Linked DNA regions of Callithrix jacchus: region 2 is linked to region 1. A link is a contact called in public Hi-C data. All regions are on one chromosome and are shown on one strand. The core of a region is the stretch at or near the end of the contact, and the rest is flanking DNA. Distances in the headings are between cores, read along the strand shown.

What was found. A called contact is a pair of places that touch in the nucleus more often than the background predicts.
Region 2: a contact with region 1 is called in a Hi-C map of skeletal muscle, with 4 times the contacts expected there. The contact joins the enhancer-like site here to the promoter of ZNF608 in region 1. A contact is called at or near these places in 2 of 3 Hi-C or Micro-C datasets (both in skeletal muscle).

Annotation. Positions count from the first base shown.
Region 1 is chr2:84,525,508-84,529,849 of calJac240_pri, forward strand. It overlaps ZNF608 (zinc finger protein 608), which reads left to right and starts at 1,600. Exons shown (of 10, transcript XM_078365818.1): 1 at 1,600-1,892. The coding sequence starts at 1,851.
Region 2 is chr2:84,618,357-84,622,601 of calJac240_pri, forward strand. The region is part of intron 2 of ZNF608 (zinc finger protein 608); the gene reads left to right. Among named protein-coding and RNA genes, the nearest start is that of ZNF608, 93 kb to the left of the region's middle. Within about 2 kb of position 2,380, at least 9 of the 16 cell types and tissues checked have an H3K27ac peak or open chromatin away from gene starts, as enhancers often do. A contact at or near this core is called in skeletal muscle, where this site is marked.

The DNA of each region.
Region 1 (4,342 bases), core at 350-2,849:
GCAATTTTTTTATGGACTAAATATACTGAAAGCTCAAACATAAGTCAATAGCCATTATTTAAAACATGTGACATAAATATTTTTATTGATCCACGAAGTTATCACTGAATATTTACATCAGAAGCTGTCTTCTGCTAGCACTCATTCACTTTATGTGTCCATATGACTCAGTTAAGACACAACCTTAAATTGCAATTGTCATGTGGAAATTACAATCCTAGTAGTACTGGATCTTTACAACTTGAGATCACGATGCTTGTGATTCACAGTACACTTTGACTTTAAAATGTCCACATTTTAGCTCCTAAAAATAATGGAAGGTAACAGTAAAAAATTAAAAATTAAATGCACTCTAAAGGCTTAATATATGTAAATACATTAGCTTAAATATGTTAGCTGTTACAGTAAAATGCTAAACTTGTTATTTCATATTAACCTCTCTAATCCTATGACCTGAGTCTCAATTACTTGGTTGCTGACATTTGTCCTATGATAAATTCTAAAATATTTCTGTGTTTGTGGATTGTAGATGTAGCATTCAGAGGAATTATGACACCCTCTTCTCCACCAGAAGGGTTAAAGATTTGGGGGAAGAGGAATTCTGACCATCTCACGGTTTAAATATGTGTACTGGGACTATTTAACGGTTAATCTTCCTAGTATACTTATCTCTCACAAGTCGATTTTTTAAAAGCTGAGGCTGGCCCGAGGTGTTACTATGGTAGGCTGGGGCCTTTTTAAATATTTTTTTCCTTTTTGGAGCCACATAACACCAGGTGGAAAAGATTTGTTACTAATTTCAGGGAAGAACCATTCACGTAGTGTTGGTTAAATGGTCGCCTGCGTTCACACTTCACTGCTTGTAGACCAGAGCCCTGGAAACAAAAGGGTTACTTGTTTCCCCACCATCGCCTTTACCCGCAGATCGATTTTTCTTATTTAATCAGGGAGTAAAAAGAGAGACACAGGGAAGAAAAAAAAAAAAAAAAAAATTGCAGGAAGGGCAAAGTGGTGGGGGGAGGGTTGAAAGCCAGAAGCTGCAATACAAAAAAATCAGTCTTGGGAGTTGGGCTGCGGAGTCCTTGGAACAAGGAAGGGAAGCCAGCAAAATGATCGCAATCATTTCCACACAGCCAGCCTCCCTTTTCTCCTCGCTACGCGCTGGTGGCTCATTTGGCTTCCCTCTGCCACCGAGCGATCACATACATTATTTCCCCCAAGATAACACAATCAAACTTGTATTTACCGACATCCTCTCCTCGCAGCCTGTTTGAGATTTGTTTTAATAAATAAGTGTTTTATGTGAATGATGTAGTAATTGAAACAGGCGCACCATTTTTTTTCCTTCTTACTGCGGGAGGTTCCTCAACCCCAATCTGGTTGGAAAATAAAACGCTTTGTCTCCACAACCACCCCCCACCGCACCCCCACCCGCTCTCAGTGTGTGTTTTATACGTGTGTATATCTCAACCCCCTACAGTAGCCAAGAGAAAGCAGCTAGCCAATGAGAGAGCCCAGTTTCATAAAAGCTGCTCTCTGATTGGCCCGATGCGAAAGGGCATTGGGAACAAAGAAAAGTCCCTTTCAGGTATAGAGGCTGAGAGCTTCTTTTGCTCCACTCCCCCTGTGTGTGTGTTGTGTTTCAGTCCTGATTTCAGTGTTGCAGAACAAGCTTGTTGTGTGTGTGCACCAGGGGGATTTTTGTTTTGCTTTTTTTTAATTTTAATTTTTTCTTTTATAAAAAATACACAGGACGGTCTGTGACATTTGATGGTCCATCTTCTTTAATAATAAATTTGTTGAAGAGATTATAATTTCCAAAATAAAGCGGCTGCAACCAAACACATTCAATGCAGTTAGAAGGAAAAGGTCAACTCGATCCAATACAGACCGTAAGTACGGTTGCGTGGTGTGTCTCTATATAGCACTTAGTGGGGACTTCATGCAGGGGAATGTGAGAGTTTTATGCATAGAAATGAGGAACTAGTTACAGGGTTTGGCTTTTGCATTTAGAACAACAACCCAAGAAGGGTGAATTTTGTTCAGTAGAGGGTGAAGCATTTTTAAGTTCACACAAATTAAGCTTGACTCGGCACTCGGAGTAACTTGGAGTAAATTAGCTTTTGGGCTCTAACCCAAAGGAGAATAAAAGTGACACAGTTACATATCCTGGTCTGCAATGTCAGTTCTCTAGCTCACCTTACTCCCTCCCTCTCCTGTCCTAGCTCGGCAGACCACCCCCACTTCCAAACCGATCCAGGAAAATGGGGGCAAGGGCAGAACAAGCCGATTTCTGTCTCCTGTCAGATCCCAGTGCCCGATAATTTAATATTAAACAAGGGAATAGTCACTCATTACATGTAATGGTTATAATTACCATTCGCCATCCCCTTAAAAAAGCAAGCAACAAAAATACCATTAAGAGAAAAAATAAAAGCCCCACCCAACCCAAACAAACCCACAAATAGTAACAATGGTGTGTTTATTACAGGATCAGGCTGGGGAGCAAGCAAAAGGTTTTTCTTTGTTTAAGTACATGTAGTGGGGGTCCCTAAACTCCAAGTAGCTCTGAGGTACCCTTCCCCCTCCCCCAGCCGTCCCCGTCCCTGGCCCCTTGGGAAAGCCGACAAATTGGAAATAAGTTGAGGAAAGGTTTATAAAGTGTTTCTTTAAAACATCTGCTTCGCTCTTGTGCTCATTACATTTCACTCCTTCCGAACTTCGGAGATCCTAGATCTCCGAGAAATGTTTCACATTCATAACTTGTAGCTTCGCCCACTGCGGGGGGGCGGCGGGGGGAGGAGGTGGGGGAGTGTGTGCAGGGGGAGGGGAAAGACCTTCAGCTTTTTTTTTAAAGACCAGATCAGTATTTTCTTGATACGCTTGTCACCATTTTTGTTCTCACGACAACCAATTGAGCCCTTGATCCTCACGTGATGTGAAAGGCTTGCACTGTAACAAAATCGCTCCTTTTAGATGGTTGGTTCTTACTAACTCGCCCATCCCCCTCTCCCGGCCCCGACATTTCCAGCAAAGCGACTCTCTACTTCCAATCCATCAACAATTCATTACTGCTTTTAGCTTCCAAACGCCAGCTAATTAAAAATACTAAGCCAAGCTCCAGGGCCATCTGACTAAACACAGGAGGGGGTGGGCGAGAGGAGGAGGAGGAGGAAAGAAAAAATAAATAAAAGGGAGACACTCCGTTGGCTGCGAGTATAAGAGGGAAAAACTCCTGAAAAAGGTCGCTTTTAAAAAAACCAAAAACCTTTTTTTGACTCTAATTATCGAATTACCACATGACTGATTGACCTGAGCGACAGAGGATTCCACCCTCCTCGGGAACTATACTAGGAACTCGGTTCCTTTTTCTTAAAACAACATAAGACAGGAAAACATCACATCCTTTAGGTTTCGAAGACTGAGCCCATTTTAAACGCCGTTATTTTCCCCACCCCGCCGCCCCCCGCCCCGAGCGAATGCTGTTATAACTGGTTTATCAGCTCACTGACTGAATCATCTGCTCCCTCCTCCTCCACACCTTTCTTTTTCTCCTCTTGCCCCGCTTCTCATCCCACCCTTTCTTCCTCCTCCTCTTCCCTCTCTACTCCCCCCTCCTTTTCTCTTAAGTTAGTTCAAGAAATCAAATCTGTCAGGACGGGCGGAAAAATGCCACTTCCCGACTAACAGGCGGAATCCAGCCCAGATTTTCAGTCCTTTCTTCTTATTCTTTCTTCCCTTTCACTAATTTATCCCGATGTTAGCACATTCTGTCTTGTTACTAGCGGACGCCTGTAGGTTTGCTACATGGGATCATTACTGATCACGGTGACTCTGAAGTCTGGAACTGAAGGCGGAATGAGAAGTTGGGAAAACTTTTTTCTCTAAACTCTCTGTTTTTTTAAAAAAACTATTATTCTCGATGCTTGTTAAGAGGAAAAAAAAACCTTTGGTGCTTCTGTTGTGAATGTGAAACATTATCTTCCAGCTGTACAGTGACACTTTTTTTTTTTTTTTTAAGGAGAAAAGGACGGATCCGCTTGCCAAAAGGGGGGTGGGGAGATGGAATAATGTTATCGAGTGATTATTCTGGCTGAGATGTGTTATTTGGTTTCTTCCTTCTTGATCATTTGGTGTTTAAGTAAAATGAGGCACAGGCTTGTTTGCCGAGTGGAGTGGGAAAGGCATTTTGATTTGCTGGCCTAATTAAAAATGATAAAGGATTAAAAGGTAAGCAATGTCTGTGTGTGTGTATGTGTGTGTGTATGTATATTTATTTATTTTTTTTCTTGACAATCAACTGTTAAAAAGGGGCTGATCCCTTTAAAAACCGTTTTAACTG
Region 2 (4,245 bases), core at 1,130-3,629, 94 kb after region 1:
ATTAATATTAAGTGCTGAGACCAATGATTTGAAAGGCTGCATTCTTTCAGTTGCTTATCTTCAGTGACATGCTGAGTCTGCCAGTGGGAGTAAGTGAAAGCTGTTTCCCTCTCATTTTGGGAGACTCTGGCCCTGTGCTCTGTGCCCAGGGCCACTTGTAATAGCTGTCTCCCAAAATAACCCTCTTAGGAAAGGAATGAACATTAGGAGGTAATACCATAAAAACTGTGTCATTATTATGGCTCAGAGTAGGCCTAGTTCAATAATTACAGAATACCTTTCCCAAACTTATTAACACCTTTATTTAAGGGAAGAAAAATATGTCCTAACAAGCTAACGATACAAGATCCCGAGACTGGATTGGGGGAGGGGAGTCAATTCTGTTACAGTGGGCATTGCACCTTTGTCTTCCTGAGAAGAGAGGGAGGAGGAAGACAATGAGAAATTATCTGCTACTCTAATGAGGAGATTTGGCTTTAAAAAAGGAGAGGATGTGAGAAATCTGCCCCACACTAGAAATCATCATCTCAGTTCATCAGATTTTAGACTAACCAGTGGTGCCTGACAAGGAGCAAGAGAAAATGAAGTTTAGAATTTGGCACTGAAAATCAGAGTGGTGCTGTTGCTTAGTGTGGTGGCACTAAGCTACTTACTTACTAGGAAGTTTAATCAAGGATAAGAAATAAAACCCCTTGGTACAAATATATACAGACACACACACTCTGTACATGTACATACTCAGTTTATACGTTTGAATTGCTCCAAATGTCTGTTCAGAAGACTGTATTTTTGTATTTGATTCCATCCTCCTGTCCTTCTTTATCCCTTGCGTCCTGCTGTGTATTGACTGAGCCTTGATGGACCATAGCCTGAAGACCATCCCTTTTGGGGTGCAGGGGTGGCTTTTGGTGCAGCCCAGTTAAATGCCTGATTTGCTTTCCTTGCTGAAGCAAGTTCAGGGGGCTTGTCCTCTTCCCTCCTCCCCCAACACTATCACCTCACACCTGTTCTGCCTGCCTACCCCCAAAGTAGGGACTCCAGGCACCTTAGCAGAAACTGCTAGAGGAATAAGGGGTACATATTATGGTGTGAATGGTGCAGTACATTTATTTTATTTTACTTTTTTTATTTTTTTATTTAATTTTATTTTAAAGCTGGCCTCAAGTCATCAAGGGCAATGTTGCTTTAGGATATATATGTTTGCCTAACTTAAAAGCAAATATTTTTGTTACTGATCAGAATTCCTGATTAAAAATTACTTTCTAAAGATCTCCATGTGATTTTTTTTTTAATGATGCTCTTTGTTAGCTAAAATGTTTGTAGGTATTATACCTGTGACATTTTATAACTAGGACTCTTGCTTGGTAGAACATGTTTTGATTACTTAAAAGAAAAAGCATGTCTTTCCACAGTAAACGCTAATTGATCTTGAATGATCTATTTTGATTTAGCATTTTTTTCATGTTATATCTTAGGCCCTGTAAGTTTTCATTGGTGCTTAAACTTGGTCTGTGAAAATATTGTCACCATCTATATGTGCAGTGCAGCCTTCCATGTGAATGTATGGGACAGCATGTTAGTGTTACCGATGGCGCCTTATAAAAGTCTCATTTCTGCTCTCTCTTCTTACTCACAAGACTCTTTAACAGGCCATTGTATTTTCTAGAAGTGGGAAAGGATAATGTTACTAGGGAAGCCAGAGAAAGAAAAGCAGCTAGAGCTTCTTTTAGCTGACCAGTCAACTGGATATTGACCACCTGTCTTCATGGGAAAGAAATAGATGGCAGTGAATAAGCGAGAGTCTAGTTTTCCAAGAAGCTCAATGATTTTCCCAAATCAATACAGCTCATCAGGCCTCAGAACAAAGGCTGCAGGGGAGGTGACAGTGATGGAAGTGGCTCTGTGTTCTTTTGTGTATTAAACCATAAGGCCCATGGGGAAACAAGGTTTCTTTAGCTGTGTAGGGCGTGTGTGTGTGTGTGTGTGTGTGTGTGTTTAGGGCTTCTGTGTATTTGGGGGGAAATTCTTTCAGGTGTGTGTGTGTGTGTGTGTGTGTGTGAAATTATCTCCATAGATTGTATACCATGATCAAACATGCTTTTGAAAGAGATGAGTACAGTCAAGTAAGAAAAGCTATCATGTTTTAAAATGCAGACTAGAACAGAATTTTTCCATTGCTTTTTGGTATTGCTTAAGGTTTCATTTTGTTGTTGTTGTTATTTATGGATCGGGTTTAGATGAATCAAAAAAAGGGTCTCAGTGTTCAGATTAACCTCTGGCAAATCAAGAATCATAGCTACCCTCCCATAAACAAACCCTGTTCCTAATGCCCTGAAAATAACACCAAACCCTAATAGGAATGCTCAACTGTCATCTGAGAGGTTATAATTAACACAGATAGAGTGATGCCAGCGTAGTCCTGCCGCTGACAGAGAAGATCTATCTAAACCAGCAATTTTTAGCCCTTCAGTCCTTTAATCTTTAAGCTCACTGTGCTTTCATAAAGTAGTACATTAACACCAGAGCAGTGTGTCTCTGGGGTTTATGACTGGGGTGGCGGCACACTAGGGCATAAAGTGTTTCATTCACTTTCTTTTGTTAATACTGCCCTATCTCCCAAGCCCCATTGCCATACACTATTTGTTCAGATAAAGCCCTATGTTCAGGGTGACTAATCGCAGCACTGTGTTCCAGATGGTTTGATTACAGGATGTGGTTAAAGTGACTCTTCAAACATTCAGCCCAGCAGTAGGGCTCTTTAAAAAAACATACTGCATTTTACGGTCATGTGACAACACTTACTTTTCCTGTCCTGCTGCTTCATATATACTTGGCACAGGTAATAGGAAAGTCCCTCTGAATTTTGGCTGGCAGGTATTTTATGAGCAACCTTAGTTGTACATTTTAAATTTTCCCAAATAATTGTATTTGAAGAAGGATCTGTCTGAAGGCTATAAGCTCCAAGGCTGGAACAGCGAAGCTTGTACTATACAAGATTCAGCTTTTAAAAAGTACCAGTATTGAATATCACAGAGTGATGACAACAAACTGATGGGGGGAGGGAGTCCTGAACAAAGAGATGGTGATAAATCATGCTGCGTACAATAGCCTCATTGTGTAAAAGTAGAGGGTAATGTGATATCTGAAATATATGCATTTTATTCTGTCCTCATGAAATCAGCATATTGTGACATTTTGTCACTAAGGTTTCACTAGAAAAAATATATATCAAAGGAAAGAAATGTGTAAACTTTTATATTAAGGATTATGGCATGAGTGGGTTACCATTTGGCATTATTCGAATGAGGTTTCTGTTTTCTGCCTGGGTGCACATCAAGTCCATCCAGATGTGGTAGTCGGAGAGAGTTCAAAACAACTTCTGTCTGATTCCAAATCCAGCATTTGCGATGCTTGGCAAAGACTTCTGTCCCAGGGAAGAGGCACTTTAAAGACTCTGAAACAGTCTTTAAACTCTAATACAAACAGAGTTATGTCGATCCACTGGGAAATCAGGCATTTGCCTCGTTCTTGAGGAAGCAGCTTCACAAATACCAGAAATAATGATTCATAAACCACATTTACAACATCTTGGGAGCAAAGCCTCTCCACAGAGAATGTCTATCATCTATAAAGCTAGTGGGAGATTATGCTTATTGAAAAAGTATGGTAGTAATAAAAGGAAGTCACTGAGTAGAATTCGGTCTAGACTCTCTTGTCAGTGTAGTTAGTTCCTAGGTGTTTAATGAATTCTCACTGTTAAATAGGCACTGTGCTGCCGGGGGTTGTGGGTGCAGGCATGCTCCTATTTTTAAGAAGTGTCATCCAGTTGGAAGAGATGGGTATACTGTGTATACGAGCAATGGGGGCCATGTATTATGGTCGGACAAATAGCTTCAACAGTGTTCAGAGCTGGGTGGTTCTCCTTGTCATTCAGGGTCCCAGATGAGGGAGACTCTGCCACCTTCATCCTGAGGCCTTCAAGATGACAATAGCCATTTCCATTGCAGCCAGACAGAAAGGGACGAGTGGATATTATGCGCCAGGCCTGGAAGTGGCCCAGATTGATCAGTTCACTCATTTTCTTTCCATGGGACTCAGTCACATGGCCGCATCAGAGTGATAGGGAGGCTGAGAAGGAGTCTAGCTGTGGGTTCAGAAAGGGAAGGGAAACATGGCTTGTCAGCTTTCATCAAGCCAAGAATGCTGTATGCAGTGCTGTGGGGACCCAGGAGACAAAGGCCGTCT